7 separate regions of the Mus musculus genome follow, and regions 2, 3, 4, 5, 6 and 7 are each linked to region 1. Evidence: chromatin contacts called from public HiCAR-type, HiChIP or PLAC-seq and promoter capture Hi-C data. All regions are on one chromosome and are shown on one strand. Each heading gives the region's core, a stretch centred on a gene start, on an enhancer-like site or on the middle of the called end of the contact. The rest is flanking DNA. Distances are from core to core; before and after follow the strand shown.

Region 1 (4,296 bases), core at 527-3,026:
TCTGCCGCTCTGCCGCTCTAGCTGATAAGAGCACAGATGGCCTCTCTACTTCAACCCTGCCTCTGCTGCCCCGGTTTTGTGCCCACAGTTCACAGCCTAACTCTACCTGCAGAGTGACTGGTCCCTGAGACCAGAAAGGCCCCTACCTGTCGATGGGGTGGATTATGACGGGGATGGCCAGCAGTCCAAGTGTGGTGGTGGTCCATTTGCGGACAGTCGGGGGCCAGTGGGTCATAGTACCCAAGACATAGAGAGAGGCAGCACACAGACGGTTGATGGTGAAGCCTGGGATAGCCACAGAGGCCAGAGACTGCCACACAAAGGTGTCGACCACAGCCAGGGCCATTCTGGTGTTGCGGCCTGCTTCAGGGCTTGGCACCTGAAAGGTACAAAGACATTTAGCCCAGCTGGGGCAGAGGTAGGAAACCTATAGACAGAAGCATGCCGGTGGACCAAGGAGGAAGAACATGCGGAGGTAGTAGGGTAGAAGGCAGCTGGGTGGAGGACTGGGCTGTACTACATTCAGGGTTGGGGGTGATTTGCCCACATCCAGGAGAGGTACCAACTGTCACCTCCTACCCAAATGGTTTGGTCGGGTGGGGATGAACAATCCTACAAACAAGATTAGCTTATGGACTGCACTATGAGACGCTAACGGGGATAGGGCTGTCCCCACTGCAAGACTGCATACCACCCACACTAGGATGGGTTGGAAAGGGTTAATTAACACTCACCTCTCCTGCCTTCTTGCCTTTGTCTATGGCATCGGCCAGGACATAGGAGCTGGACACACCATAGCTCAACCACACCACAGCTGCAGGAACCAGCGAGCGGAAAGCCTCCCCCACCTCATTGGCGTAGCCTGGAGGGAAAAGGCATTTAACTCTCTGGCCCTTTCCACAAGGGGGCGCTACACAGAAAGCTGCTTCTAACCCTAACCTCTTAAACTACAGTGCGGCAGGTGACCTCAGTCAAGTAACTTTACCTTTTGGTTTCTAGGCCCGCGGACTGACACCGACAATGAAGTTCATGGCTCACTGATCAAAGTCCCCAGCCGTGGTTCTGGGGATCTGCACCAGGGAGGCGACCGGAGGCCACCGAATCACTGAGGGTGGGCTCCACTGACCAGTATCAAGTGCCAGGTCTTTTAAGGCCTTACCTCAGCCCGCTCTTACAGTCAGCACCCGACAGGAGTGCCTCGCATTCAGCCCTTTTTACAGAAGAGAAAACTGAAGCTTAGGAAGAGCCTGGGAAAGGCAGACTTGCTAGGAGTCCAGATCCTCTGACGCCATGGCTAGTGCACGGTCATGGCAGAGGGCAACCCACACACTCGGTTTGTGCCTCCAGAAGAGCCCCGTGGACAGATCTGAACCAACAGGGTTGTGTGACCTTGGACAAGTCCCTAGCCTTCTCCTGAGCCCTGTCTCCAGGCCAAGCCGAATAAGAACTAAGCCCCTTTTCAGACTCCAGATCGGCAACCCGGTCCATTGCTTCCCCCCCCCCCCCGCCCCCAGCCCCTCCGGAGTGGTGGGGTCGCTGCGTCTGTCACTCCCACGCTCACCCAGGTAGCGCACCCACGTGTCCCGGTAGAGGTCGCGCTCGGCGCCCTGCCGCTGCTGCTCCGACATGACTTCCCCGGCAAGGTTGGAGTCGCTGCAGATTAGAGTCTCACCACAACTGTGTCTCCACTAGCACTTGGCTAACACCAGGCAAGAACCCGCCAGTAGTCCGAGGCTGAAGGACGGGTCCCGCTATCGCTAACGCCACTGCAGGGAGTGTCTGAAAATTGCCTTATACAACATCCAAGCCCCTCTCCTAGGCTTGGGTTTTGCAGACAGATGGTCTTGTTTTCTCTGAGCAGTTAATGCAAAACTCTCCCAGACATGACTAGTTTTTGGAGTTAAATAGGTCAGAGTTCCAATCGGAGAATGGAATCTTCTTAGGTGTGCGGCTTCTAGGAAAGGTGTATTTCTCTGAGCCGCGGTTCGTGTGTAAATGGGAGGCGTGCCAACATTCACTGCCTTAGACAGTCGCAAGGACTAATTAATTATAACAGTCATCATGTGTCCAGTAGACTCAAGTTTGCTTCCTTAAGCTCTGGCACTAGCGTAGGGTCCTACTTTACAGTAGGGAAATAGAGACACAAAGAGGACAGCCACTCTCCTGACTCATGCAACTGTTAAAATGGAAAAGGGAGCTAGGGAGTTATTACAAGGGGCAAAAGCACTCTGAATCCTCTGGGATTTCAGAGGGGCAATGCTATGGCCCCTAGAGACAAATCCTACTTGGGCCGCCTAGTAGATGTAAGCCACTTACACACACACACACACACACACCGCCCCTCCCCCCACTCCCCACCCCGGTCCCAACGACCACGTCTGTAAAGCAAAATGGGTGAGAATGGAGAGATGGCTCAGTGGTTAAGAGCGCTTACAGCTCTTCCAGAGGGCCGGAGTTCCAGTCCCAGCATCTACACGGGTGTCTCACAGCCATCTGTAACTCCATCTCGGGGGAATCTGACACTTCTGGTTTCCACAGGCAGCACCCACCTCCCCCAAACACACACACCTATACATTCACACATGAGACACACAGATAAATTCAAATAAATATGGCCTTAAATCTCTTATAAGCCAGGCATGGTGTTGCATGCTTTCATCTCAGAATGTAGGAGGCAGAAACAGGTAGTATTATGTGCGTTCGAGACCAGCCCTGTCTACACAGGGAGTTTCAGGCCTGGTTGGAGGCTACACAGTACAAAAAATATCCAGCTAGGTAAGAACAGGGTCTTATCTAGCTTTGCACAGTTCTTTTAGCTTTTTTAGATCCGAAAGGTGTATACCGACTCCCTTCGGAAGCCAGTGTTTTCAGCCCGTGTCTTCTTGAAACTTGTGGGTCACCGGGGACTGAGCCCGGCGCGGGTGGGAAGGTAGAGTGCTGGAGCGGAATTAGGAGACGGTCCCTAAAGCCACGTGACGCTAACCCTCGGCCTCCCTCCCATTTAGTACCCGCTGCGCCGGTCACCGCGGGAGAACCGCCCAACCCGTCTGGAACCACCGAATGGGGCGGGGCCTCCGCCCTCACCGTGAAGGCTCTCGGGAGCATCCGAATGCCTTGAACAAAGATGGCGGACGACGCTCACCGGCTGAACCAATCGGAAGGCAACTTGTTAGGACTTCGGAGAACGTTGTCGCGAGAGGAGAGGAAAGGGACGTTACTGTCTCTCTGTGCGTGCCTGTGTCCGAGTGTCGTGAGAGTAGAGGGGAAAGGAACAGAACATGTGTGTGTGTGTGTGTAATTTTAGCCTGCTACTTGGCATCTGAAAATTTGGGGTCTAATGTAAGAGACCGCTAGGAAGCCGGCGATGGGCAATGAATTCTGCTCTTTGCTTTGAAAATTGATCACTTTATTCATTGGTTAATGTACCTAACAGCATTGTAAACCAAGGCCAGGCTGTGCCCCTGAGATGTGTGACTAGATCCTGGGTAGCCTCGGCCCTCTCTGCTTGCCATCCCTGCACCTGCCCAGAGCTCCCTCCGCTTCCTGAGACGAGGCTGGGCCAACGCCTCGTTCAGAGGAAAAGGCAGACCCCGCAAGGGCCTGGGGCATCCTTCCTGAATTCTGGGCAGCCTGTAACCTGGCTCTCAAGTTGTGTGGGGTCAAGAGCTTTTTATTGCAAGGTCACCTGTGCCTGGCCCCCCTCTTTACCCTGGCTCAAATGTTTGCCCAGCTATGGCTACCTTCCCGGGAAACCGCCCACCCTGGCTACCTGCATCCCCAGGCAAGAGGAAGCCACTGCTGCTATTACACGCCTCCACAGAGAAGGGCCCACCAAGCCCTTGCTCCTGTCAGGAGACTGGTTCTCAGGCACTGTGGGAGACTGGACTGGGAAGTGCACTCAGTGCTGTCTCAGCCCCAATTGTCATCTTTGTGTAGGGCTGCTCAAGCGGAGGGTTACTTAGTGAGAGGCTTGGGGCCCACCCACCGCCTCCTTGGTCCTTTCCTATCTATGATCCCTGAAATTAATTACCCTTGTGCTTGTGGAGGGTTTAAACAGGCAGCCAGTGGAACCCAGGAGTTAATGAGGTTCTGGGGGGGGGGGCTGTTAGCCTTCCTTCCAGTGCTGACTTGGGTTACTCCTGAGATTGGGGGGGGGGGGGGACGAGAGACTCAAGGCTTATGACAAAAAGTTTCAAAGAGCTTTGGATACCCATCACATCTAGTGGCCTGCTACCTTGCAACCATCATTACAATCATGGAGGTTTGGTCCATGTTCATTTAGGAGCAAGTTTCTCC
Region 2 (4,296 bases), core at 1,081-3,580, 760 kb before region 1:
AGATCTCTGGGGTTCCTCCCAGAATAGCAAATAGAAGTGAATTTATTTCAGCTGCTGTTGTTCATGTGCCTCTATAGAAAAACGTGTTTTTGTGGCTTGTGGCTTGTCCTTGTGATTGAACACCTTACTCATGTGATTCTTCTGATGTTCTGAGTAAAGCTGGCTATTGCATGTGACTCTCTCCCCCAGACTCATGCCACCATCTAGTGTGGAAAACAGCCCTCCTGCCTCACCTTCCTATGATGGGCATGCACCCAGCTTGTATACGTTCTCTATCCAGCTAAACACACTCCATTTGTCTCTCTCTTGCCTTGTATCACTTTCTTTTCTGTGATAATGCTGATGTTTTAAATATCATGCCTCTCCCATCCAGAATTTAAGCTTCATAAGAGTACAAATTCAAATATTTTTGTTCACACAATGAAGTCCCAGTATCTAAAAATACCAGCTAATATGGAGGTTTTCAAAATTAAATATTTGTAAAATTAACAAAAACATTTACCAAACTTTAAAAAAATATTTTTTTGGCACAGTGCCTCGTGTAGCCAGTGCTGGCTTCAAACGTCCTCTGTACATGCCCAAGGATGACCTTGAACTTCTGACCCTCCTGTCTCCGACTCCAGAGCTGGGATTCCAGACTTGTACTCCCCTACTCAGAATGTTGCATTAGGGATCAACAAAAGGGTTCTGACATGTCAACTGAGGTGTTTTAAAAGGACAAGGCTCTGCACCTATGAGATCTGAGCTCAAATCTTTAGCGCACACATTAAAAGCCAGACATGGTTATGTGTACCTAAAACCCAGCACTGGAGAGCATAGACAGGGTCCCCACAACTGGAGAATGTAGCCAGGAGCCAGCAGCCCAGCTTAAAGGTCACACTTTTGGTCCAGTAAGAGAACCTGTTTCAAGGTAGTAAGACACTGGGCATCCTGTTCTGACTTCCTTATTTACACACATGGGCACACACCATGTGATCTGACCCTACACACACACATACCACACACATATATACACACCACATGCACACCCCCCCACCCCTCCCCAACCCCACCCCCACACGCACACACACGCACTCTTTGGGGGGCGGTGTTTATATGTGTGTTTTGCCAGCATATGTGTATGTGCATGACTGAGTATCAGAGGAGGGAGTCCATATTCTGGATCTGGACACAGATGGCCTTATGCTAAGTGCTGGGAACTGAACTAAGTGCTCCGCAAGAGCAACAAGTGCTCGTAACTAATGAGCCACCTCCCCAGTCCGGACAATGGTTTTAAAAGGCATGTCAGGTGGTTTGGGGACATGGTTCAGAGACTAGGAGTACTTGCTGCTCTTCAAGAAGAGCTGACCCGAGTTCCACTGCCTACTTCAGCTACCTCCCATGGTCGACAACTGCCTATAACCCCAGTTCTTGAGGCCCTGAAGTTTTCCTATGGCCTGAGTACAGACACAGATAAACCCACAAATAAAAATAACCCTTTTCTTCTTAAAAGACACATCAGGGTTCAATCACTTCTCATAGTTAGAATCACATTAGCTTTCCACTATGATAAAGTCTATAAAACTTACTTCATAGTGTTATTTTTTTCCTCCCTACATTGTGGCAAGATCAAAACAGAGTTTCTATTCTTGGATTTGCCCCAGTCACAAGGTAGTCTTGGCAAACCACCCTGTTCTCTCAGTTTACTGAGGCTGCTTGGGAACTTCAACTGCCAGCCAAATAGAAACTCCAAAAGCCCTAAGTTATGTGGATGTGGTTTAACTGTAGACACAAATTATTGCAACTAGATTTCCTATATACTGCTTGAGGGGAGTTGGAAGGAAGACATTTTACTTCTGGGCTGGTAAAAAGGGTGGACTTTACAATATAGCTAAAGGAATTCAATGTTTGTGTAACATGTATTTTCAGCTAATGATACCCTTTCTGTGTTCCTACTATATATGGATAACCCAAACCTCAAATGTTAGTAAAGGAATGTGACTGAACTGGCCCTAGCAAAGTACAATTTAAATATATTGCTTCCAGACAGATAATTCTTAGTTGTGCTGTCTATGTGGTCTTAAATTCTTCCTGCTTCTGCAATCAGCATCCGCTCTTACAACTGTGTAGTGCTTTTGGGGCTCCTAATCCACCCCACTCCACGATGCCTTCTGACACAGTGACTCTGTACTCACACTGGTGGAAAAGGAAGAAAAGCCCTGGGCATGCAGTTGTGCAGGTCTCACGCGGAGCTGCTGCTAAGCAAAACCTCTCTGCCACTCTCGGCTTGGCTGAGTTCCTCTCTTGGCTCAGGGTTAGTGATCTGGTAAGGTCTAGGAGGCTTAGGACCCAGGGGGCGCCTTTCAGCTGAAAAACACCTCGGCTGCAGCAAGCTAGCTGGGAAGCTCCCAGTTCTAAAGAGAGGCTGTTTACCAGAAGAGCATAACAGGGGCCGGCCAGTCTGACTGCAAGGAGACAAAACTGCTGCCAAGGAGGACCCCCCCCCCCCATTTGGACACTGGCTGTTGAGTCACCTGCGAGCCGAAGAGACGAGGATGCTGTTGGCTTGGGTACACACATTTCTTCTCAGCAACATGCTTCTGGCAGAAGCCTATGGATCTGGAGGTGAGATTACGTTTTCTCCCCCTTTCTGCAGCAACTTAAATGAAACAGATTCCCCAAACGTGGTCAGGCCGACAGGGAAGGAAGGTTTTGGCTGCTTTTCTCGTTATCCTACGAAAGCATTCTTCTCTCCTCTCTCCTTCCTTGCCAGAGGCTTGCAGCTCCATCTTTGCCATTAAGAACAAAGACAAGTAGTCACTTTCTCTTTCCCTTTCCTTTCACACGAGTGGATGGAGTGGAATTCGTCTCTTCTACTCCCCAGAGTCTTACCCTTTTAAAGTCCGTTTGCTTTGTGTGGCAGGCGCACGAACCTCCCCTCTCCAGCCTCCTCCCGTGGCTCTCTGCTGAGGGGAGTGGGAGCTTAAGAGATGAGGCAGAGACCCTCAGCTGGGGTCTCTATTGGATCTTTTGCTTCCCTGAATCAAAGGCTTTTGTGGAATTCTCTTGGGAGCTGGCGGTGTCTGTTAAACTAGCAGAAAGTGGCTGTATTCGTAGAGAAGGGAACACCAGTTTATATAACATTGACTTCTCAACACTGGGATGACTTCCATGTCTGACTGCCCAGAACCAAACTCACCATCTCCACAGAAAGACCTTAGGGAGAAAGACCTTCTTGTACCTTCAAAGTGGTCCCAAGTCCAAGAATAACAACCCTTTGCAGTTGTGCAGCGATCTTAAGCTTTTTTAAAAGGAAGGAAGGAAGGAAGGAAGGAAGGAAGGAAGGAAGGAAGGAAGGAAGGAAGGAAGGAAGGGAAGGGAAGGGAAGGGAAGGGAAGGAAGAAGAAAGCTAAATCGAGTGTTGTGTGTGGACCAAACGCCGCCAGGGGCGTGACACTCTGAGGTACACAGGGCTTTCTCCCGCGGGGCCAGAGAAACGCACTAAGAGTCTCGGGCGGGTTCCTCTTCCTCATAGGCTGCTTCTGGGACAACGGCCACCTGTACCGGGAGGACCAGCCCTCGCCCGCGCCGGGTCTCCGCTGCCTCAACTGGTTGGCCGCGCAAGGCAGCCGCGAGTCGCTCACCGAGCCCAGTGAGTGTCCGCCGGGGAGGCGGGCGGGGTTGGTGGGCGGCGGCCGCGGCCCTTGACTCCTCTTCTCCCCACCTCAGGCCCGGGCAACCACAACTACTGCCGGAACCCGGACCAGGACCCGCGCGGGCCCTGGTGCTACATCAGCAGCGAGACCGGCGTCCCTGAAAAGCGGCCCTGCGAGGACGTGAGTTGCCCAGGTACTCGCCCTGGGACCACGGGTAAGGGACTCCAGCCCTGTGCGCCGAGCAGCGCTGCAGCGGTTACACCCGCCGCGCACGTGCGGCCGCTCGACGCCCGTCCCGCCCCGTCCCCACCCCCGCGCCGTCCGATTGGCCAGAGCTATCTCCAGGCAGCGGAGCTCAAAGCCCATTGGCCGCCGCAGCATTCGGAGTGAGCTCATCCTCTGCGAGCGCTTGTAAACAACGGTGGGAGGCAGCTTGCCTGCCTGTTCCGCCAAGCGCCCCGCCAGCCTTTACTGTGTAGCGGATGCTGTGAGCCAGGCCCCATGCTCACAGTCCCCGGGGAGAAGCTGTGTGAGGGCTCTGAGTCACCCAGAAGTTTGACCACCTGCCAAAGGCAATGGGTGTGTTCTGATTTGAATTCAAAGCTTTTAGACTTCAGAAAACTAAAATAGTTCTCTAGGATTAGATGAGGTGGTCAAGGTT
Region 3 (4,296 bases), core at 953-3,452, 750 kb after region 1:
GAAAAAATAAGGTTTCTTTCCACCTTTAAAAGAGAGGCTTTTACCATCTTCTGCAGTGTCAGCCACACAAGACTGCCTCCAGTTTCTGAGGCCAATCACATGCTTCCGACTAGCTACAAAACTGAAGGGCCACAACTCCACAACTCCCTCTTTGGGTTCAGCTAATTTAGTACTACACCTCACAGAACTTAGGCAAAAACACTCACATTTACCTATTTTTCATAGGATATTAAAAGGGGCACACGATATTATAAGACCTTTTTTTTCAAGACAGGGTTTCTCTGTGTAGCCCTGGCTGTCCTGGAACTCACTCTGTAGACCAGGCTGGCCTCAAACTCAGAAATCCACCTGCCTCTGCCTCCCAAGTGTTGGGTTTAAAGGTGTGTGCCACCACTGCCCAGCTTATAAGATCTTTTAAAATGTATACGGTAAGGCATGTGGGAAACGGTGCAGAGTTCATACTACTACTATAGTTTATACTATACCACTACTAGAGCACATGTTCAGATGGAAGCTCTCTAAGCCATATCCTTTCAGTTTATGGATGCTTAATTATATAGGCATTGTCGGTTAAATCATTGGCTGATCCTTCAGTCTTAAGGGAAGAACTGAGAAGTCCCAACCTTAAAGATCCTTTCTGGGAACCAGGCTGAATTCTAAAACTACTATAGCATGGCAACAGCATCCAGCTCATTAACACACAAAAAGAAAACGAATACTTTGGCGATTCCAAGGATTTTAAAAGCAATAGGCTAGGGAAGCAAACCAAGTATATTCCAGTGGCACAGGACCTATCTGACTGGCTTTTTTGTTGTTGCTTTGCTTTTTTGTTTGTTTGTTTTTTGAGAGTCAAATGTGTAAATGTCTGACACTTAGCAAGTGTTCAGGGTTGTGGATACAACCCAGTGATGGGGTGCATGCCTAGCATACACAAGGCCCTGAAAACACAAACACACACACACACACACACACACACACTCACTCACATACACACTCTTCAACAAAATGATAGCTATTATCATCATGTTAGAAACTATAAAGAGTAAATGTAAGACACTCTTTCCTCAAAGAGTTTTTTCCAGAAACTGAAAATTTTGGAACAGGGAAAAGTACGAGCTTCCAATATAACTAGATGTAACTTTTAAGACCTAGGGTACACAGTTAATACCTAGCGAAAAACTCCCTGGAGTTTTAGGCGCGAGTTCTACACACTGCACACCGGTTCGTTTCTACGGAAGATTCCAGTGTTTCCCAATAACAAATGAATGAAAATAACCTTCGGGAAATGCCAAAACCAAGAACCCCACTTTAACAAACAAGCAAACAAACAACTAGCTTTAACTTGTGATCTGGCCCTAGAAAGCCTCTTCCGGTTCCAGATAATGATATATACGGAATCCCTTAAGCTTGCACTTCGACTGTCACCACAGCGAGGGCACCCCATGGGTAGGGACCCGCGTCGCTGCCACCAGACAGGCAGAGATTCCGCGGCTCTCCACTCACAGCCCGTCGGGGTCGGCGGCCGGTTACCTCGCAGTTGAACTCCATCTCGGCGTCCATGGTGACGATCCGCACCGTGAATGTCTTGGGCTGCTTCCTCTTGAGTGAGCTGAAGCTCATGCGAGAAGCGATGGCTCCGGCCATGGCGCGAGGTACCGGCCTTGGATCCCCTCACCCCTAGGCCCGCGTTCTGGGTCTCTTAGCCCCCCTGGAGTAGCTGCACAGGCCTCAGGGCCACCATGGTGGCCGGCTGGCCGGCCCGAGACAGACCTAGGCTGCCTGGGTCCCCAGCGGCCAGCATGGGCCGCGAGGACCCGGCTGTGGGTGCGGAAAGATGAGTTAAGGGACAGTCTCTGACGACGGGGGGGTCGGGGGGAGATGCCGGCAAAAGCACGCGCAGCCCCGAGCTTGGAGCTTCGGGCTGGGGACGCCAGGGACGCCTTTGGACAGAAATCCTAGACGGCTGCGGCGCCGACGCCGGGCCTCTCAGCGACCCCCGAGGGTCGCGGGGCCGCGCAGTAGTTGGGAGCGCACACGCGCGTGCGTGTCTGTCACCAGCTCCGCTCCGCGCGCCCTCGGGAAGCGTCCTCTACCAACCCCCACCTCAGCGACCTGCCGGATCCCCGCCCCGCCCCGCCCTCCGGACTCCCACTACGCTACTCAGCGACTCACCCTAACACTTTTTTCTCTAAGATACTGTGATTGGCAGGAACGCCAAAGGAAGCGGGACTTCCGCTTCGTCCCGCCTCCTGGAGGCCTACTCCACCAATTGAAAGTTGCACTGAACGAGGGCCGCCGGTCTGTTCTCGGCGTTGAGTGGCTGTAGATGCGGTCACTCCGAGCGCTTTTGTTCCTAAAGTATACTCCTACTCTAGCAAGACTGGTTGAGAAGGAGCGGGCGGCGCCTTTCCCGGGAAACCTGTAGAGGCCGGGACTGCACCGCACGAGGTACTGTTGCAGTCAGTGAGAGATCCCATTTATAGCGTCTTACCAGAGCTTCAGTCGTATCTGGGACATCCGGCCGAAATTCCTTTTTGACACTTAATTATATATGCTGACTCAATATTTTTCAAACTTTAAAAACACGAAGTGAGGCCGCTTAAGTTGCCCCGACTTGCCTGCCAGATCCTTCAACTTCTTTTTAAGAGAATTAGAATAACCACAGAATTCATGATAGTCCTTACCTTACTAGGTGGTTGAGGAATTGAAACTTGCTTAATACATATAGAAAGCTAATTTTATTTATTTTTTTTTTTTTTTTTTTTTTTTTGAGTTTTTCGAGACAGGGTTTCTCTCTGTATCCTTGGCTGTCCTGGAACTCACTCTGTAGACCAGGCTGGCCTCGAACTCAGAAATTCGCCTGCTGCTGCCTCCCAAGTGCTGAGGATTAAAGGTGTGCGCCACTATTGCCCGGCAAGAATTTTCATTTTACCCTCTGTTCCTTTGTTTGGTTTTTTTGTTTTGTTTTGTTTTAATTTCCAAGCTACATACTTGGAGTACTTGTAGCTTAACGTCATCAAATGTATAATATGCTTAGGAAAATTTCAACTTTCTGGGGATTTGTAGAGTTTTTACTTGTTTTAAAGATACATTCCCCAGGCACTGCTGCTGTGAAGAGACACCATGACCACAGCAACTCGTATCAAAGAAAACATTTAATTGGGGACTTTTTCTTCTTTACAGTTTCAGATGTTTAGTCCATTATCAGCATGGTAGGGAGCATGGTGGCATGCATGGTACTGGAGCAGTAGCTGAGAGATGGCTATATCCTGATCTGCAGGCTTGGAAAGCAAGACAACCATTTGGCATGGGCTTTTGAAACCTCAAAAACCACCCCTAATGATAGACTTCCTTCCACAAGACCACACCTCCTAAGCCTTCTAATTCTTTCAAATAGGGCCACTCCTTGGTGACCAAGCATTCAAATATAAGCTTATGGGACCGTTCTTAGTCAAAGCACCACAGTTTTGTTTTTTTTTTTTTATCTTATGTATATAAATGTTTTACAGCACATATGTGCATTGCATGTATACCTGGCACACATGTCAAAAGAGGGTTCCAAAGCCCCTGAAACTGTAATTCAGTCCTTAGCTACTGCATGGGTGTTGGAAACTGAACCTGGGTCCTCTGCGAAAGCAACATTTACTCTTAGGCACTAAACCACCTTTCCAACCTTTGTATGTCTATTTGTTTGTTTTTGAGACAGGGTCTTCCTGTGTTATTTGGGGTATCCTAGAACCCCTGAGCATGTCCTCTTCCTCAGCCTCTCTTAAAACCATAGCCCTGGAGCCAGGCATGGTGGCACATGCCTTTAATCCCAGCACTCTGGAGGCAGAGGCAGGAGGATTTCTGAGTTCAAGGCCAGCCTGGACTGCAAAGTGAGTTCCAGGACAGCCAGGGCTATACAGAGAAACCCTGTCTCGAAAAACCAAAACCAACCAAACAAACAAACCATAGCCCTGGAAGAGCATGGTGCTACACACCTTTAATCCCAAATTGAGGCAGGTGGATCTCTGTGAGTTTGAGGTCTATAGAGTTACAGGACAGCCAGTGCTACACAGAAAAAAAAAAAAACAAAAAACAAAAAAACTGTCTCAGGGGGGCTGGTGAGATGGCTCAGCAGGTAAGAGCACCCGACTGCTCTTCCAAAGGTCCTGACTTCAAATCCCAGCAACCACATGGTGGCTCACAACCATCCATAATGAGATCTGACTCCCTCTTCTGGTGTGTCTGAAAACAGCTACAGTGTACTTACATATAATAAATAAATCTTAAAAAAAAAAAAAAAAAAAAAAA
Region 4 (4,296 bases), core at 1,267-3,766, 710 kb after region 1:
GAACATTGGAAGAAATAAAAAAATAAATTATATATAAATTACACTTCAATGAACTTGTTTAAAACACCAGTTAACGATATGAATGCTATACCTCTGAGAGCAGCCCTAGTCAACAGTTATTGCTGCCAGAGGCTTAGTGCACGACTCCCAAGCTACTGACCAGCTGTGGAGCCACTGCCCCTGTCCTCACAGGCAGCTGAAACAAAACTCCTCCCACACACAAGGAAGCTACAGCTCCCTACCCCTCGCTGACAACAAGGAAATTGAGACAAGACTCAAGGGAAGGAGAGCAGCTCTGCAAACTGAGATGGTGCCTGGGCTGTGACCAGAAGTACCAATCTAACAGCAGGTGTTGGGGGGAGGTGAGCACTTGAAGAGGAATCTCTCTGCTCCTTCTAACACCTGAAAGCAGGCACTACCACCCAGTCAGAGCGTGGTCTATTTGTCTGAGAAGCGTTTAAAGCTGATGTGCTGACAGGAGGGAGGCTTGAATCCTCACATCTGAACAGCCCCTTATGGAAAACAAGGTATTTCCTTATGTTTCTGCTAAGTCAGCTTACATAAAGATAGAAAGGATTCCACCCTCTTCTCCTGCTGTGACTCTCACACTTTTATTAGATATTAGAGATGGTAGCACAAATAACACCTCTGAAATTGTTTTAATCACATGGTACTCCATTAATACGTACAAATATCTATCAGTTAAAGTAAAATGTATTAATAATTTCTCATCTCTAGTTAATAATAGAATTTAAGATGTCTAACATAAAGTCACTAACTTTATTGTTCAACATAAAAACATATAAAAACTAGTAAATGCTCATCTAATTAATGTAGAAATATTCCTTAATAAGCTGGTTTTTGGACTGCTGAGATAGCTTAGTGGATCAACATGCTTATACCCGATAACTTGACCTCAGTCTGACCCCAGGACCCACTTGGTAGAAGAGAATTCTAGCATGTTGTCCTCTGCCCACCACCACAAACATAGATAAACAAATAAATACAACAAAATATACAAATATATATTTTTTTCCTCCTCTAAGTAAAATAAATTTGTAAGAAATTCTGTTTTGGTTTTCAGAGAGGTTTTTCTGTGTTAGTCCTGGCTCTCCTGGAACTCACTCTATAGACCAGGCTGACTTCAAACTCACTTTTCAACTCACAGAGATCTGCCTGCCTCTGCCTCCTGAGTGCTCAGATTAAAAGTGTGTGTTACCACTGCCTAGCCCAAGAAATCCATTTTCTAAGGATTGCAAATGCTTTTTTCTTTTAAACAATTAATGTTGGTGGTGGGCAAGAGACAAAACCACAGAAATGCATTAGTCTAACCTCAAAGAAACAGATGTCAAACACAAACTAATAAAACTTTTAATTATTTAATACTTACTAATTTGTGTGTGTTGTGTGAATGCATGCTTATGCCACAGCACACATGTGAAGATCATAGGACCATGTGCCGTACAGTAAGAACAAGAGTTCTCTCCTTTCACCGTGTGAATTCCATGACCTGAACTCAGCATGTCAGGCCTGGCAGCAATTGCCTATCTACTACTCCATCTCACTGGCCCTCATGACACACGAGAAACAACCTTCTGCATTCTTTTTTATTCTTATTTTTTTAAAGATTTGTTCTTATTTTGATGGTTTTTAGTTACGTATTTCTGTGTCTGTGCACATAAGTGCAAGTGCCCTCAGAATCCACAGGCCTCAGATCCCCTGGAGCTGGAATGTCAGGCAATTGTGAGCCTCCCAAACCACGAGCTGGGACTTGAACTCAGGTCCTGCTACAAGTAAAATATCTTTTAGGCCCTTGCTTATTGTGGTAGTACATTTCAGTGTGCCCTGGTTTTTTTGTTTGTTTGTTTGTTTTTTGTTTTGTTTTTAAAGTTTTTTTTAAGATGTTTATTTATTGTTATACATAAGTACACTGTAGCTGTCTTCAGACACCAGAAGAGGGCGTCAGATCTCATTACCGGTGGTTGTGAGCCACCATGTGGTTCCTGAACTCAGGACCTTTGGAAGAGCAGTCAGTGTTCTTAGCTACTGAGCCATCTCACCAGCCTTTTGGGTTTTTTTTGAGACAGGGTTTCTCTGTGTAGCCCTGGCTGTCCTGGAACTCACTCTGTAGACCAGGCTGGCCTTGAACTCAGAAATCTGCCTGCCTCTGCCTCCCAAGTGCTGGGATTAAAGGCGTGCACCACCACACCCGGCTTATGCCCTGATTTTTAATGCAAAAAAAAAAAAAAAAAAAAAAAATCCACAAAAACCTGCATTTAGGAAACAAATTAAGTAGAAAGCTATCCTAGAATACTGAAATCATGCTTAATTCAATTTACTCAACGTTAACATAAAGGCTGTCTGTAGGACCCCAAAAGGGGGAAGCAAAGAGTTTGTGGGATAGTCCAGGGGATGGCTGCAGCTGACCTTCAATGGCTACTCCTCTGTAGCCAAGCTTCCTGGCACCCGCCACCCAGCAGTGAGGAAAAGCCCGGTACTTGGCATGTGCTCCTCTGGAGGAAGCCATGAATACCGCAGCCAGCAGCCAAATCCCCCAACGAGCGAGAAACACGCTCTAGGGCCAGACCTGAACAGAACACAAATGCCTTTCTCTGCAGAGGCATGGTTCCCGGAGGCCTGCAGACCATTAATGGTCTGAATAGAAAACTAATTAGCCTCACAGTGAGAACAAGAGTTCCACCCAAACAAATTAGGAATCTCTAAGAGCAGTGGGCCCCGGGGAAAGACATTATTTCCAGGTGCTCCTTGGATTTCCCAAGAGGCCGGAATAATCAAACATTACATGGCCAGCATTCCAACAGGTCTCTGCTAAGAAGAGAACCGGGCCTGAGTCCCTCAGGGTACCAATGACACTTAATTTGATCTATTTCTGATCTAATTCGAAGCCCCAAATGAAACCAGGCTCTCGACCTTGTCTTCCCGTTTCTTCTTTACTACTGAACCATAAAGACTCTAAGCACCCTGGGATGAGGAAGTGACCCATCTGCCTGTGTGGCCTCGACTCAGTCTTTCTGAGAGCCAGGGAACTGGGGAAGGAGTCAACGCACCCGGATTGTAAAGTAGTTCACACCATACATCTCCAGGTCCTGAGCTATCTTCAAATACTCCATTTCAGCTTCATCCCTGTGAGGAGAATAGAAGACACCATTATTAGGGCTAAGTGACAAGGATGAAGGACAGACTCTTGCCAAGTCAAATATTCTGAGCATGCCTCTGGTGAGATAGAAGGGACCTGCAGAAGATGAGACAGACCAGACACAGCAACACTTTTCTCAACCCAGAGATTCCCATCCCCGTGAAAATAAGAAAACAGATTCATTACACTGACTCTTGGCTTCAATTTCACACTCTGGCCTTGGTAAATAGTGACATCTGTCTCAAGTGATTTAAAAAAAAGAACGTGGGGGCTGGGAGTGTAGCTCAGCAGCAAAGCACTCACTCCGCATGCGCAAAGCTCTAGGTTCCATCCCCGGCATTGGCAGAAAGAAAAAACAAAGCCACAGTGCATTCATTCTTTCCGACCTCAAATGCACGAAGTCACTGCCTGTCTCTGTGTACTTCCTTAACCTAGAGCTTCAGTAATGAAGGGGCCTCTCTAGAAGCTGACAACACCCACTTTCCTGGTTTTATCTCTTGGGTTACTGCTGAAGATTAAGGCAAGAACTATCTGAGCCATAAAACCCAGGCCAGTAGGTGAATGCTTCTGTGTTGTAAGTCGAGCTTAAAGCAAGCTCTGGATGCAGCAGTGACTTGCAGAAAACTCCCTGAGAGGTAAAAGTACTGAAGTATTTAACTCAAGCTTCCCTGTGACCTTGTTCTTGTCCTCTCTCTCATCTCGAAACACTCTCGAATGGATTTAAAAATTCACCCTGAGAGAATGCCAAGTGTTGGCAGGCAGGCGGAAGAACCAGAAATCACATACACTGCTGATGCAAAGTGATTCAATTACTTTGGGAAACTATTCAACATTACCTATAACAGCAAAAACCAAGAAACAACCCAACAACCTAGGAGTCTTTCAACAGTAGAAGGGATAAATAATCTGTTATAGTAATATACTGGAATTCTGCACAGTCATGAAAATGAGGGAAAATATCACTACACGCCATGCACTCAAATCTCACAAGATGATCTTGAGGAAAAGGTGGCACTAAAAATAGAAATTGGTTTTATTTATCTAAAGTTTAAAAATGGTTGATGGTGGCTTATGGGTGCAGCTCAGTGGCAGAATAGTTACTTGCCTAGCATGTGAGAGACCTTGTATTTCATCCTCAG
Region 5 (4,296 bases), core at 574-3,073, 690 kb after region 1:
TGAGCTCACAATAGAAGACTCCACAGGCACACACAAGCACACCGTGAGAAGCTGCCATCTGCAAACCAGGAGGGACATTCTCACAATGCCTCCTTCATCTTGGATTTCCAAGTTTCCTCAACTATGAGAGGTAAATTCCTCTTGTTTATAAGCTTTCCAGCCCCTGGTATTTTGTTATAATAGCCAAACACACTGAAACAGTAAGAAAATACAAACTATAAAAAACCAAGACCCAGAACAGGATGTGGTCTTATGCTGATCACAACCACATAAACATGCACATCTGGCCAATGAGGAGCTCAGACGGACAGTCGGAGCAATAGCTCAGGATCGTCAGCTTCTTAGCTGTTGTCAGTATGAGGGGTCAAAGGAGGTTAGCCTGGCTCAGTGGTTCAGGCTGGTCTCCAGAGTAAGGGGTTTCAATCCTGGTCCTGCTTCTCATCAGCTATGTGGTGCTGGATGAACTCATCAAACTAAGTCTATTTTCCTTTATATAACTGCAACACTAAAATGTTTTTTGGAGTCTGGGCCTCATAGCAGTCCCGGCCAGATGTGAATCTGCTACGTAGCTGAAGATAATCTTGAAATTCTGATCCTCCTACCTGTATTTCTTGAGTACTAAGATTACCGGTGTATACAACCATGCCTGACTTACACTATGTTAGAGGTGGATGTTAGACAAGCACTCTATGAACTAAGCTATATTCCCAGTCCCTAAAACCTGCTTTTGATTCCAGTGGGATGTTTGTTAATTCGTGTGAATGAGACAAACACCAAAAAGCTACATGGAGACACAGGTGTCAATCCATGGCATCACTGTGATCTCTGCCAGCTGTAGCACTATTCTTCACTCCTGGCTCAAGAAATGAGAATGATCTTACTTAAGATTTCGTCCACAACGGGACTCCTCCTGTCCATCTCTGCTCCACTTCTGCTGCCCACAAAGGGAAGGGAGAGCATGTGACGGAAGTGCCTGTGATCTGGCTGGGCTCGGGGTCACCAGCATAGGGTTACTCGTCTCCCCTGGCCTCCTCCGGCTTTGCTCAGCCTAGGAATTTTTTTTTCTTTTACCTTCATTCTAGAACCACTGCTAAAGAAAACTGTATTTTACTATGCGAACAACAGTCTTAACTTGGGACTCAATACAAGCCAGTCCTATTTTTCAGACAAGGTATAAAACATAAATTTCAGGATACCATCTTAATCAAGTGTTAGTTTTATCCTGGGACCCTGACTGTTGTCTTGATCTGTTGTCTTTAATTTTTAATAATTAGAAACTTTGTTCTCCAGTGGGTGACAACAAAGCAAACCTTTGCAGGGGTAATGACTGGCTGCTGTTGTGACCTGTGACTCTAGGCCAGATCCACTCACTCATGCTCACGACTGACCCAGCAGGCCACAGAGGGTACATACTTTTCTTTCTCTATCTCCATGGAAAGTCGCTTCATGTCCGTATCCTTGAAGTCAAATGACAAGCTGTCAGCAATAATGTCGAAGCTCGGTATGTCAGGAGGCAGTGGTGGTGGAATTGGGTTCATGGGCTGTCAGTGAGAAAGCTCCTGTTAAGATGCTTAAATTACACAGGACAGAGACCTCTACAGTCAATACTGCCAGGTAAGTGGTCCCAAAGCAACCACAATCAGACAAGTCACCCTTCTCTCCTCAAACCTCATCATTTCTACGGTTCCTTGAATCAAACGCAAACTTTCACTCAGCTTCTCATTTAGGAAGCTCATTTAGGCACTGGGCTAGGAGTTGAGACACAGGAAGGAAGACAGGCTTCCTGGCTCTAAGCAGATCAAAGTCTTGTTCAGGAAGCAGATGTATTTGCAAATCCTCATAGTTAAGTAAGATGAACATGAGCCAGAGGAGGGACAGGGCGTATGAGGTTAGAGGGATCTGCCAGGGTACAGCTTCCTTGGGGATCAGTGAATGAGCCAAAGGAGAAAGGTGCCAGGCAAGAGGCATGCTGGTAGGCAGGGCAGACAGGATCCATCCAAAGCACTGGGCATCTCAAGTACCCTGTGGGGTGACTGGTAAGAGACTGGCTTCGGGTCACAAAGGCTTTGCTCGTATGGAAGGGGCTTAGATTCCAAAGACAGAGCCAGAAGAGTGCTTGAAAGGGGAAACCAGCTGACTTGTTTTCAGGATCTTTTCACTCCAGAACAGAAGGTCACCTAACCTACAGTCCCTACCTACCTCTCTAGTGTCCCTCATTATTTGTCCTGCTAAATCATAAACAGTACTACGTATTATCCCACACTTAGCATGTGTCCTTTCTTTCCCTCCCTGCCACTCCTTCTCTCTCTTCCTCCTTCCCTGTCATTTTCTGTGACATTAGGGATGTGCCACATGGCCAGAGCTGGTCTCAAACTGGTGAGCCTTCTGTGGTAGCTTTCTGAGTGCTAGCACTGCAGGTATGGGTCATAGCAGCCCAGCAAGGTCTCCATTCCCCTTTCAAAGTTCTCAATTCTTCCAGTCTCTCAGCAAAGCCCTTCGAGCCCTCTCACCTTCTACCCTGACAAAACAGCTGCTCATTCCCTTTGCAGTTCTCTGTCATGATGTGCATACTGCTGCCCCGCCCTTTCCTCAGCTCCACACTGCAGAGATTCCTCATGGGTATGTCTTTTTTCCTCCTAGGATCTTTTACTGAGTCTGGGACAATGTTTGGAAAGGAACAGAACCTCTCAGCCTTTATTTATGGCAGTGAGGTCTAAGGTAGGATGTATGGAGTCTGTCAAGTGTGCCCCTGAGCAGGATATCTAGGTCCTACATACACTGTTTTCAGGGCTGAATTCTGGGTAAATGAGAGAGTCTGCTCTGTTGACACTTCATCAAGCTGGACAGTTATAATCTAGGCAGGTCTATTTACCTTATACTTCAGAAATATTCTCAGAGCTGGGCAGTGGTGGCACACACCTTTAATCCCAGCACTTGGGAGGCAGAGGCAGGCGGATTTCTGAGTTCGAGGCTAGCCTGGTCTACAGAGTGAGTTCCAGGACAGCCAGGGCTACACAGAGAAACCTTGTTTCAAAAACCAAAAAAAAAAAACAAAAAAAAAAACCAAAAAGCGCAGAAAAATTCTCAGAAAGGAAGAACACTAGCCGTTACCCTTTTAGTGAGAGCAGAAACTGACACACCCTCTTTGGCAGGTGGCACAACTGAGTATCTGACCTTACAGGTCTAGGAAAACTGTCACGTCTGTGTGCAAAAATTTGTTGTTCAGTGCAGTTGTGTTCAAAACTGCTATAGGAAATACACTAAGTCCTCACCTATAGGGCCTGGCTGGCTGAGTCACAACCCACCCATTGACATGATATGATTAAGGAACTAGAGTGTGCTCCTCTGGAGAGACAGTGCTAAGGGAAAGTGCAAAAAGAAGAGCACTTTGAAAGTCTGCTCTAATGGCTGTTTGTTTTAGACACAGGTAATTCAGGTATATAGTCCAGGTGAGTGCTCAGACTGCCACAGTCCCAGCTGTCACCTGACTGTGACCATCTGATCTTGAGAGAAGACATGTGCCTTTAATACACTATGCCCAAGAGACAAATAATGGTGTTTGGGGTTATCTGTTGCCCAGGAATAAATAACAAGGACACATGGCAATAGCAAACCACTCACATTCCCCCAATTCAAACCCTGGGCTCTTATGCCTCTGTGTCCTGAATGCACCTGTGCCACATGTGAGTGTTCCAAGTGTACAAGTGTACAGTGTGCTCGTCATGTACACAACTACTCAGGGTGTGTGCAGCCTATGTGTGAATGGGTTATGTGTCTGTGCTGTGAATACACTCTGTCTTTGCCCAGAGTGTTCTAGCCTCTCTTCCCTGCCCGGCAGGGAACGCTGCTCTTCTGCAGAAGTCAGTCATGCCAAGCCTTTCCTGCCTCCAAGGCTGGGCTGTGATCTGGGCATATCTGTCAGGATTTCCAATTGGTGATATTATATGGCTAGAGAACAAGTTTGCAGCATGGGAAGGAAGGGGAACAATGTCTACTTATGATCCCACTTAGTACAAGTCAGCCCCCTGTCCCAAAACCGAGGTTGACAGCTGGTTCTGGCATAGCAGTAATTCACTCTGAGTTGTACAGGCAGTCCCTTCAAAGAGCTACACTGTAGCATATAATATATACCGACAATTGAAGATTATGTTTAGCTGACAGCAGGGAGCTAGACAGCAAATTCCCCTGAGGGTAGTGACTATAGCATAGTCGTAAACACTCTAGAGCTGGAAAGGGTTATCTAAGTAACAAGAGAGGTAACTGAGTAGTCATCCTAAAGCTAAATGGAGGATCCTA
Region 6 (4,296 bases), core at 539-3,038, 630 kb after region 1:
CCCTAGTCACCTGAGGAAGGATTCTGGGTTCTGCCTACCATGGACTGCCTAAGAGATCCTGTGAGTCAGAAGAGCCCTCTCTGAGGAGTTCGTCTTTAGCCACTGGCTGAAATGTAGGGAGACTTCTGACAACTTCTGGGAGCAGGGGGAGAGGGAGCGGCCTGTAAGAGAAGCATGGGAAGCTGAAGCTGACTGGCAGTGACTGGATCTGTAGGGCGACCTTATGGAGAATGCTGCTGGCTACACTTGGATGTGGCTGTTCAGTGATGCGCACAGAGGCCGAGCAGTTCTTCTGCAGAAGGAAGGCGCTGCCCTCAAAGGCTTCTCCACCCTGAGTGACTTGATAATGAGCTGAGGTGGGAAGCTACCACTCAGGGCGGCCATAGGTGAGAACTGTCCTGAGCCAGCTGAAAGGCAGAGGAGAAGGGCACTGTGGCTGCATGGACCAGGAGGTCCTGGAATGAGGTGGGTAGTGCCTGTGCACTCGAGGTTCAGGGCTGGTGTGGGGCAGGACTCGGAGCTGGCAAGCTACAAACTGAGTCTTAGCAGCCAAGAAGGCAGGAAAGGGGAAGCCATTTCTTTTTCTGAGTGACTCGTAAGACAGTGGCTCTCAACCCTGACTGTGCATTTAGATTGTCTAGGGACCTTTACGTGAACATGCTGGTGAGGCTTACAAGCTTTGGAGGGGCTACTTGGGAACTAAGGCAAGAAGATCACCTGAGGCCAGCAGGTAAACGGAATCACTCCAGCACAAGGTGACCTGGAACCTGGAACTCACTATGTAGCCCAGGCTGGCCTTGACCCGCAGCAATTCTCCTGCCTCTGCCTCTTAGGTGTAGTATCATAGGCAAGAGTCACTAAGCCTGCCTGGCACATCCAGGAGTTTGAAGCCAGCCTGGTATACTGCAAGACTTCATCTCAATCAAAACAACACAGAGCCTCTGAGAACATCTCCTGATGCAGATTTCAGGGTGAGGGGTTGGGACCAGCCATGGTTGGTTGTTTTAAAGACAGAATTAGAGTTTCACTCTGTTGCCTGGCTATCCTGGAGCTTGCTCTGCAGACCAGCTAGGGCAACTTTAAATCTCTCAGATGCTCATCTATTTCAGGTAAGGAAAGCAAGGCTCAAAGACTTAACAGAGGGAGAGTGGCTCACCAGCATAGTCGTGGGGTCAGAGGCTGAGAGTGGAGGTCAGGTAGGAATTCTGGAACAGTGGGGCTCCTCAGAAACCTGGCGTCAGGCAAGGCCTCCTACCTCCCAGATCCAGCAAAGACTGATCTGGTATCACCTGGGCTAAGACCATCTTGGCATTGGTTCCTAGGCCCATGTCCTGGGTTCAGGGCTGAGCAGCAGAGGGCTTCATTCATATTCCTTACAGGAAGGTGAAAGGGCAGACACCATGAGCCCCCTCCTCAGGACTCCTCACATCAACAGCCACACTGTCCTTTGAGCAGCTCTGTGAAGAAGGCTGGTGGCCAGGAGCCCCCACTTAGAGATGATGACCACCCGGGGTCTCTGGCTGTTGGTGGCTGAGCAGGACATGAGGTCTTCCCACTTCCTCAGGAGGCTTCTCTTGAGTATCGTCCTCTCGCCTGATCACAGCAGCTCTGCAGACCCTGAGAGGCAGGCACTTGTGTGTGTCACCTAGAGCTGAGGCTTCACTTAGCATTGTTCTGTCCCTTCAGACAAATCCATGAGCCCTCCAGCAACTGGTGTGCAGTGGGCCATGGTTAGGACAGGCACAGGCCCTGAAGACCAGCTGCCTATCAGTTACTGACCATGTGAGCCTAACTTCATTGTATGTAAAACAGACATAACAATAGGGGAAGGAGCGCAGCAGTGCCATGGTGACTAGCACAGAACAGTGTATTAAGTAGGAATGATGTCTGTATATCCACGGAAGCATTGACCTCAGGCCTTTTGTCTCATGTTCAGTGATTCAGCCGTTGCTCAGTGAGTACCTAGCAGTGAGTACCTAGTAGTACTGAGCTCACAGCCAGCCTTTGAAGGTTCAGAGGTGGATAAAGCAGGGCTCTCTTCACACAGTGTTGTATGAGTTACTTAACATTTACTTGTGTGTTTGTGAGTGCGTGTGTGTGGACAACTTGTAAAAATCATTTTACTCTACCATGTGGGTTCGAGGTATGGAACTCAAGCCTTTAGACCAGGCAGCAAGCACCTGTGTCTGCTGAGCCATCTCAAGGGCTCTGTGCTCTTCTATGCAAGGTGCTTTAGGCTAAGTCCTTGGCTTGCTCTGGCTTCTCATTCTGCTGTCGTTTCCTTCCTGCCCTGCATCTCCTCTCTGTGGACTTGTTCATCCCACTGTCCTCCCACTTCAGGACAGTCCCTGAATCTCAGAACTCAAGTCAGACGGCAAACCCTCAGGAAGAGCCTGGTCGTCTGGTGACAGGTTCAACACTTACTGCCATGACACCGTGGACAGTAGTGCAGCTGTGGACCGGGAGGATGGCCAGGAGCTCACTTGATCTGCACTTAACTCCACAGCCTGGCACAGTGCCTTGGACAAGGGGAGGATGGCTAAGTGATGCTTCAGAGACAAAGGGCTAAAAGAGCAACCAAGCTTGTGCCCCAGGGGCAGCTGGGGGTTTGAAAAGGTGAAGCCTGAAGGACTGACAGACACTTCAGCTCACAAAGAGCATTGCCTGTCGAGGAGAGGAGCAAGGCTTCTCTGTAGGGCCTGGGCTGCTGCAGGGTCTCGGTTTGGAGTCCTTCAGAGGCACTGAGGAATTGTTAGTGATTACAATGACTCTCCCTCTTGGAGAAATTAAAACAGAACTGGAAAATGTACACATGTTGTATAACCTAGCACCCCGGAAGCTGAGGCAGGAGAGTAAAGAGTTTAAGGTAGCCAAAGCAACACAGTGAGTCCAAAGTCAGCCAGGGCTTCGAAGCGAGATCCTGTCTAAGAGGGAAAACATACGGGTGAGCCTAAGACTCACCGCTGACGATGCCGGCCTGTAACCCTGGCTCCCAAGGAGGCTGACTCGGGAGGATCAGTTCATGGCCATCTGGACTACAGAGAACCTGAAGGAATAGATTGCCCATGCATATTCCTAGCTGCCACATGCTTCTGCAGTGAGACACCAGCCAGAGGCTAGGTAGTGTGGGATTCTCCCACACTGATCCACTCGGGGTCCCTTATCTGGGATCCAGGCTCAGTCCTCCAACCAGCCTCAGTACTACTGGGCCCAGAAGGTTCCTGGAAGGTAGGCCCAGTGATAGATGGCTGGTTCTCCAGCCTGGTGACCTCAGACTGCATGGATTCCCTGATAGCAACTCCCATCCCCAAAGACTTCCTGCTCTGATACCACTGTTACTCACCCGGCCACCTGAGAGCTGTCACATTGAAAGAGCAGGGCTCTAGACTCACCCCACAGTGCCAAGTAGCTGCTGCTGCTCCCTGACCGCATGTCCTTGTGCAGCTCGTCCCTGCCTCAGGCTCAGCCCTACCTCTGCAGGATGGAGCTGTTAGCACTGCACCCACATAGCAGTCTGGTCAGGAGGGGACAACTGTGTCTGCTTGGGAGTGCTGGGAAGCCCTGTGGTTCTGAGGGACCCAGCAGGACTTGGCCTCTCAAGGGCTTCCCATCCATTGTCCCATTCAGTTTCCACAGCAGCTCTGGCAGCTGGGAACTTTGCTCCCTTTACATGCAAAGTCAGAGCCACAAAGAGCAGCTGCCTGTGGCCATGTGCACTTGGGGTTTGAGCTCAAGTCTCCTGGACTCTGAAGAACCCATGGCCTTCGGAAAGGTGTCCAGCCTACCTTTCCTCTTGTCCAGGGTGGATAGAAGGCCCTCCGAGGTCAGGCGTTTATTCAGATTTGTCTGTCTGTTTGTTTGTTTGTTTGTTTGTTTGTTTGTTTTGAAACAGGATCTTGCTGGGTGCATAACTTTAACCCCAGCACTCAGGAGGCAGAGACGGGAATCTCTGAGTTTGAGAACAGTTAGGGCTACACAGAGAAACCATGTCTTGAAAAACCAAAAACGAAAAATGAAATAAAAAAGAAGAGGAGGAGGAGGGAGAGGGGGAGGAGGAGGAGGAGGAGGAGGAGGAGGAGGAGGAGGAGGAGGAGGAAGAAGAAGAAGAAGAAGAAGAAGAAGAAGAAGAAGAAGAAGAAGAAGAAGAAGAAGAAGAAGAAGAAGAAGAAGAAGAAGAAGAAGAGGAGGAGGAGGAGAAGGAGGGAAGGAAGGAAGGAGAGGGAGAGGGAGGAGAGGGAGGAGAGGGAGAGGGAGGAGAGGGAGAGAGAAGATCTGGCTCTATGGCCTAAACTGACC
Region 7 (4,296 bases), core at 851-3,350, 610 kb before region 1:
GAGAAACAAGGTACATCTCCTGTCCCATAGACTGACCGATGTGTCCCCCACGTGGAGTCAGAAGAGAAACAGTGAGTGCCTGCCTCCCTTGCAGTCTGTTGCCACCCTAGCCTGCCTTCCCATGGGGTGGACAGGAAGAGATCTCAAAGATCCTCCCTCAGAACCTGCCTCTACAGAGGAGAAAAACAAAGACCTGAAGAGGACAAAGTTCCCTAGTGAGGCAGCGCCCTGGCCACAGTCCCTCCCACAGTCCCTGTCCCAAACTGGGTAGATATAGATTCAGAGGCCCCCAAACCTTAGGGTTTGCTTTCTCCTAGTTAGGCTGCTTCCTGCTACCCTGGGGTGTTAGTGAGTGTTTTCACAGCGGACGGACGCTATGCTTATGGTAAGAGTCTTACCTAATGCCTGTGAGTAACAACAGGGATCAGGAACGTCCCGGTCATGCAGAAGAGGAAGCTGAGGGCCAGAGCTGTAGGTTTCTAAGGCCAGGCTCACACTGTTCCAGTTGGGTCTGTCTGATCTTTCCAAAGCTGGGCTCTTGATGTGAGTCCATCCAGCCTTCCCAGTGAAGGGCAAGGAAGGCTGTGGAATGTGGAAAAGGGAGCCGAGCTGGATGGCAGGTCCTACGACAACAGCGAATACCACTACTGTGCTTTTTTTAAAACCTTGGCTTGTGCCCACACCCTCTTCTCTCACTGCCACCACATCTTTCTCAACCTCAGGAGAGGGGTTTGGCACCTGGGTTAAATAATTCTCTTTTCATTAATCCTCGGCTATTACCTCCAGGTCAGGGCTAGTTCTGAAGCCACAAAGATAGGCCTCATGGCTGAAGCGGACTCTCTGCTCCCTTCCTACACTGGCTCTGCCTCTGCCTCGACGGGACTTGACTTCCTGCAGAGTGTAGCATGGCAGCTGAGGGGGACTGCTCCAGCTAGCCCCAATTTGCGCCTTTAAACTCTCTCAGCCCTGTGGGGACCTGAGTGTCGTTTGAATTATTTTTACATCACTCTGGGGCTTCAGTTTCTTCCTATCTTGACTGTTGTTGTTGTTGCTGCTGCTGCTGTTGTTGTTTGTGTGTTTGTTTTTGAGACAGGGTTTTTGTGGCTTTGGCTGTCCTGGAACTCATTATGTAGACCAGGTTTGCCTTAAACACCGAGATCTGCCCACCTCTGCCTTCTAAGTGCTGGGATCAAAGGTGTGCACATAACAGCCAGCTGGGCTCAGTTTCTTCATCTATATAATGGGTATAACTACTAGCTTCACCAGATGGTTGGAAGCAAAATAACACATCAGCTTGGGGACATGGGAAACAGTGCTGAGTATAGCCCCCTCCATGATACAGAGACGTAAGCCTCTTGGGGGGGGTGGGACACATGATTCCTTCTGGGCGTCATACTCCAAGAATAGAAGGACCTGGCCCCCTGAGCCATTTTATACTTATTTGGGGACCTTATCTTTTAAATCCCCAGTGCCAGTCCTGCTCCAGGTTACTATCAGGTCCTACTCTGGTTATGTATCCCAACCATCAGACAGGAGTATGGCGTTGGACCAGACCTGTGCTGGAAGTCGCAGGGATCCTGTGGCACTCTCTTTGGAGAATCCCAACAGCCTTTCTCAGAACCAGGACTTGCAAAGAGCACCAGAATCAACCTTCTTTTCCCAGAAGATTTGGGAACTCCCAAGGTGGGCTCCAGAGCCCCAGCCGTGCCCTGGCCTCTTTCACCCGCCCTAACTGAAGTCCATGGCCTCTTGCCAATCTCATAGACTTGGGTGTGGTAGTTGCAACTGGGTTAGGAGTACAAGGACAGGTTCTGGAGGTCTCCTCTAAGTCCCTGAACTCTCTTCTGGCTCCAAAGGGGATAAAGCTCCCCCTTGACCTCCCTCCTCCATCCTCACCCTCATAGTCCAAGGCTTTGGCTCCCACAGATGCTTCCAGGGCAGCCCGGGGCAGGTGACTGGACAGCTCCGCGGACACGATGAGTGGAGGCGTGGGCTCAGCAATGCATCCCTCAGCCAATCAGCAGCCTGCCCAGCCGGTGGATTCGGTTACAAGCCCAATATCACCCCATACACCAGCCTTCCTCCTCCTCCCTAGGCTCCATTCATTGGCCCTGACACCCAGGGGCTGCTGGGCATCGCTTCCGCTGGAGCCTCAGCAGCTGCCTCAGGGGCAGTCAAAGGCAGGCATCCCGGGGCTTTGTCTGACCAGGCTGGACTAGAGTAGAATGGGGGTCCTGGGGGTACTTCTAGGAGTGCTGGCTTTCCTAGAGGGCTCCCATACCCGTCACTGGGACAGTACCTCCTGCCATTTGGTCCAGCCCATCCCTGGTAACCCTCTGGGCTCCCTGAGCTTCTTGGGCAAAGATGCCCAAGGCCTGGCATTATTCCAGGCCTTCTGGGATACACACCACAGGCTGCAGGTTTGTATCAGGCAGGATGAATCTGAACTTATCACAGCGTTCAGGGCCCTCTGTGCTCATGAGCCTTTGCAGCACTCCTTCATCCAAACCCCTGGACCTGCGCTGCAGAGAGCACTGGCCACTCTGCAGAGCCAGTGGGAGGCATGTCAAAGGTCTCAGGATAGTCCTACAGGAGCCAGGGAGAAGCGAGCAATAGAGCAGAGTGGAGCACCTGACAGAGAGCACCGTCGAAGGAGGAGAGGCTGGACCATTCCTGGCACGCTGTGGTGCGGTGTTGGGAACTCTGCTGAAAATGCCTCAGAACTGGGTGAGCCCCCGGGGTTTGGGTAGGTGTATGGTATGTATATGTGGGGTGGGGTGTTGGACTCCAGCCTGGCTCCCATTCTTCCAGGCTGTGTTATTGGAGAAGTGACATAGGCACTTTAACCTCATTTTTTAAATCTGTAAAATGGGTATGAATATGAGTAGCTCTTCATGAGACACTTAAGTGACGTCATGGATGTGAAAGGTCTTACTCAAACCCATGAATCACTCGAGGGAGGAGGTAGATTGAGGAGGATCCAGATTCTACTGCTCTAAACAACCTCTACCCATGAGGTTCTTCAGTGGCAAGAGCTCCAAAGACCTGGGTACAGCTCAGCATATTCAAGCTGACACTTCTTGAAGCTCCAAGTTCCTTATCTAGAAGATAAAGAGCCACTTCCCTTTGGGGGCTGCTGTGAACTCCGCTCATGTAAACATCACAACAAAGGGCGCCATTGCTCGAACTGTGGTTGAATGCTGTATATCTGCAAGGAATGCTGCTGGAGGACTAGGCTTGAGCAGGCAGGATGGCATCTTGGCCACCCAAGATGTTCTTGCTGTGCCAGAGGAAAGACTGTGCCTGGCCTGACTATCATTCCATAACACACACTTTCATTATCTGGAGTTTTATTTGGGTGTGAGCTTGGGAACTCTGTGAGTCAGCTCTGAGGAAGACAAGTCCAGAAGCTGGTGGGTGGGCTCCCTTGTTTGGACCAGGCAAAGGAGGCTGCCAGCCTGTGGTCTTCTCTGAGAACTCTGGAGCTGTGAGGGCCCTGTATCTGGACAACAAGCGCCCTGCCCTGGCCATGAGCTGGACTGCGGAGGGCCGTTTGCTATACAAGGTAGGCATATATGAGCTGCTTCACAGCATCCAGGCCCCTGCTCCACTTTGTTCCCTTTCTCTCCATGCAGGCGTGTTCCACGGCCCTGACCTCTGCTGCCGGGAACACGATCAGTGCCCACAAACCATTTCGCCCTTGCAGTATAACTATGGCATCCGAAATTTCCGCTTCCACACCATCTCTCACTGCGACTGTGACGCCAGGTTGGCAGCAGAAAGAGAGGGCCTGAGGCTCGGGGACAGAGTAGAGTTACCCGGTTCTTGGGTCTAGGCACCAGGGACCCAGAGAGTTCTAAAGACCAGCAGCTGGGGCCCCTTCTTCCAACCACCCTCCGTGCAGGTGGGCCGAACTGAGGCTCTAGAGCAGGAAGGATCCTTTGGTAGGGTGGGCTGCAAAAGTTCCCAGGAGGCTCTCCGGGGTCCTTGGACCTGAATTCTGGTTCTGGGGACAGGTTTCAACAGTGCCTGAGGAGCCAGGGTGACTCCATCTCCGACATCATGGGCGTGGCCTTCTTCAACGTGCTGGAGATCCCCTGCTTTGTGCTGAAGGAGCAGGAGGCCTGTGTGGCTTGGAACTGGTGGGGCGGGTATGTGGCTGCCCCACTGGAGTCCTTGCCCGACCAGCAGGGCAACCTGGGCTCTAAGACCAGGGAGGGAGGTCTGTTTGTCCTCCAGCACCCATGCATTGTCCTTCGGTCAGGGCAGGGCTAGGGCTTTGCACCCTTCTGGGGT

The links. Promoter capture Hi-C pulls out the DNA fragments that hold promoters and counts their contacts. HiCAR-type assays count read pairs that join an accessible place to other places. HiChIP or PLAC-seq counts read pairs in DNA pulled down with a chosen protein or histone mark. Capture Hi-C pulls out chosen DNA fragments and counts their contacts.
Region 2: a contact with region 1 is called in a HiCAR-type map of astrocytes, with 5 times the contacts expected there. The contact joins the promoter of Pik3ip1 here to the promoter of Mtfp1 in region 1. A contact is called at or near these places in 1 of 39 promoter capture datasets (hippocampal neurons) and 2 of 115 datasets of contacts at active chromatin or transcription factors (astrocytes and embryonic stem cells).
Region 3: a promoter capture Hi-C map of liver shows a contact between it and region 1, with 7 times the contacts expected there. The contact joins the promoter of Nf2 here to the promoter of Mtfp1 in region 1. A contact is called at or near these places in 7 of 39 promoter capture datasets (the 3T3-L1 cell line, 3T3-L1-derived adipocytes, HPC-7-derived erythroid cells and 4 more), 2 of 484 Hi-C or Micro-C datasets (embryonic stem cells and uterus), 6 of 115 datasets of contacts at active chromatin or transcription factors (astrocytes, bone marrow-derived macrophages, embryonic stem cells and 3 more) and 2 of 9 other capture datasets (liver and macrophages).
Region 4: a promoter capture Hi-C map of hippocampal neurons shows a contact between it and region 1, with 3 times the contacts expected there. The contact joins the enhancer-like site here to the promoter of Mtfp1 in region 1. A contact is called at or near these places in 4 of 39 promoter capture datasets (the C10 cell line, hippocampal neurons, neutrophils and 1 more) and 4 of 115 datasets of contacts at active chromatin or transcription factors (acute myeloid leukemia, astrocytes and stem cell-derived neural progenitor cells).
Region 5: a contact with region 1 is called in an H3K27ac HiChIP or PLAC-seq map of T-cell acute lymphoblastic leukemia, with 5 times the contacts expected there. The contact joins the enhancer-like site here to the promoter of Mtfp1 in region 1. A contact is called at or near these places in 2 of 39 promoter capture datasets (the C10 cell line and pre-B cells) and 4 of 115 datasets of contacts at active chromatin or transcription factors (T-cell acute lymphoblastic leukemia, acute myeloid leukemia, large pre-B cells and 1 more).
Region 6: an H3K27ac HiChIP or PLAC-seq map of extraembryonic endoderm stem cells shows a contact between it and region 1, with 6 times the contacts expected there. The contact joins the enhancer-like site here to the promoter of Mtfp1 in region 1. A contact is called at or near these places in 3 of 39 promoter capture datasets (the 3T3-L1 cell line, pre-B cells and trophoblast stem cells), 2 of 115 datasets of contacts at active chromatin or transcription factors (extraembryonic endoderm stem cells and stem cell-derived neural progenitor cells) and 1 of 9 other capture datasets (macrophages).
Region 7: a promoter capture Hi-C map of hippocampal neurons shows a contact between it and region 1, with 7 times the contacts expected there. The contact joins the promoter of Pla2g3 here to the promoter of Mtfp1 in region 1. A contact is called at or near these places in 1 of 39 promoter capture datasets (hippocampal neurons), 1 of 115 datasets of contacts at active chromatin or transcription factors (pancreatic cancer cells) and 1 of 9 other capture datasets (macrophages).

The regions. Positions count from the first base shown.
Region 1 is chr11:4,093,655-4,097,950 of GRCm38.p6, forward strand. It overlaps Mtfp1 (mitochondrial fission process 1), which reads right to left and starts at 1,777. Exons shown (of 4, transcript NM_026443.4): 1 at 1,562-1,777; 2 at 735-862; 3 at 147-379. The coding sequence starts at 1,628. It overlaps Gm51935 (a long non-coding RNA gene), which reads left to right. Exons shown (of 3, transcript XR_003949843.1): 3 at 1,000-1,088. It overlaps Sec14l2 (SEC14-like lipid binding 2), which reads right to left. Exons shown (of 12, transcript NM_144520.2): 12 at 3,385-4,296.
Region 2 is chr11:3,328,401-3,332,696 of GRCm38.p6, forward strand. Pik3ip1 (phosphoinositide-3-kinase interacting protein 1) reads left to right here and starts at 2,331. Exons shown (of 6, transcript NM_178149.4): 1 at 2,331-2,604; 2 at 3,515-3,631; 3 at 3,709-3,828. The coding sequence starts at 2,535. It overlaps Gm12592 (predicted gene 12592), which reads right to left and starts at 2,790. Exons shown (of 2, transcript NR_165248.1): 1 at 2,514-2,790.
Region 3 is chr11:4,847,342-4,851,637 of GRCm38.p6, forward strand. It overlaps Nf2 (neurofibromin 2), which reads right to left and starts at 2,203. Exons shown (of 17, transcript NM_001252250.1): 1 at 1,531-2,203. The coding sequence starts at 1,644.
Region 4 is chr11:4,800,610-4,804,905 of GRCm38.p6, forward strand. It overlaps Nf2 (neurofibromin 2), which reads right to left. Exons shown (of 17, transcript NM_001252250.1): 7 at 3,069-3,144. Among named protein-coding and RNA genes, the nearest start is that of Nf2, 47 kb to the right of the region's middle. Within about 2 kb of position 2,517, at least 95 of the 459 cell types and tissues checked have an H3K27ac peak or open chromatin away from gene starts, as enhancers often do. A contact at or near this core is called in acute myeloid leukemia, hippocampal neurons and stem cell-derived neural progenitor cells, where this site is marked.
Region 5 is chr11:4,783,023-4,787,318 of GRCm38.p6, forward strand. Nf2 (neurofibromin 2) reads right to left here. Exons shown (of 17, transcript NM_001252250.1): 14 at 1,414-1,541. Among named protein-coding and RNA genes, the nearest start is that of Cabp7, 38 kb to the left of the region's middle. Within about 2 kb of position 1,824, at least 43 of the 459 cell types and tissues checked have an H3K27ac peak or open chromatin away from gene starts, as enhancers often do. A contact at or near this core is called in T-cell acute lymphoblastic leukemia, acute myeloid leukemia and pre-B cells, where this site is marked.
Region 6 is chr11:4,723,298-4,727,593 of GRCm38.p6, forward strand. All of the region lies in intron 2 of Zmat5 (zinc finger, matrin type 5), which reads left to right. Among named protein-coding and RNA genes, the nearest start is that of Gm35102, 20 kb to the right of the region's middle. Within about 2 kb of position 1,789, at least 6 of the 459 cell types and tissues checked have an H3K27ac peak or open chromatin away from gene starts, as enhancers often do. A contact at or near this core is called in extraembryonic endoderm stem cells, where this site is marked.
Region 7 is chr11:3,486,127-3,490,422 of GRCm38.p6, forward strand. It overlaps Pla2g3 (phospholipase A2, group III), which reads left to right and starts at 2,101. Exons shown (of 7, transcript NM_172791.2): 1 at 2,101-2,727; 2 at 3,636-3,768; 3 at 4,017-4,151. The coding sequence starts at 2,226.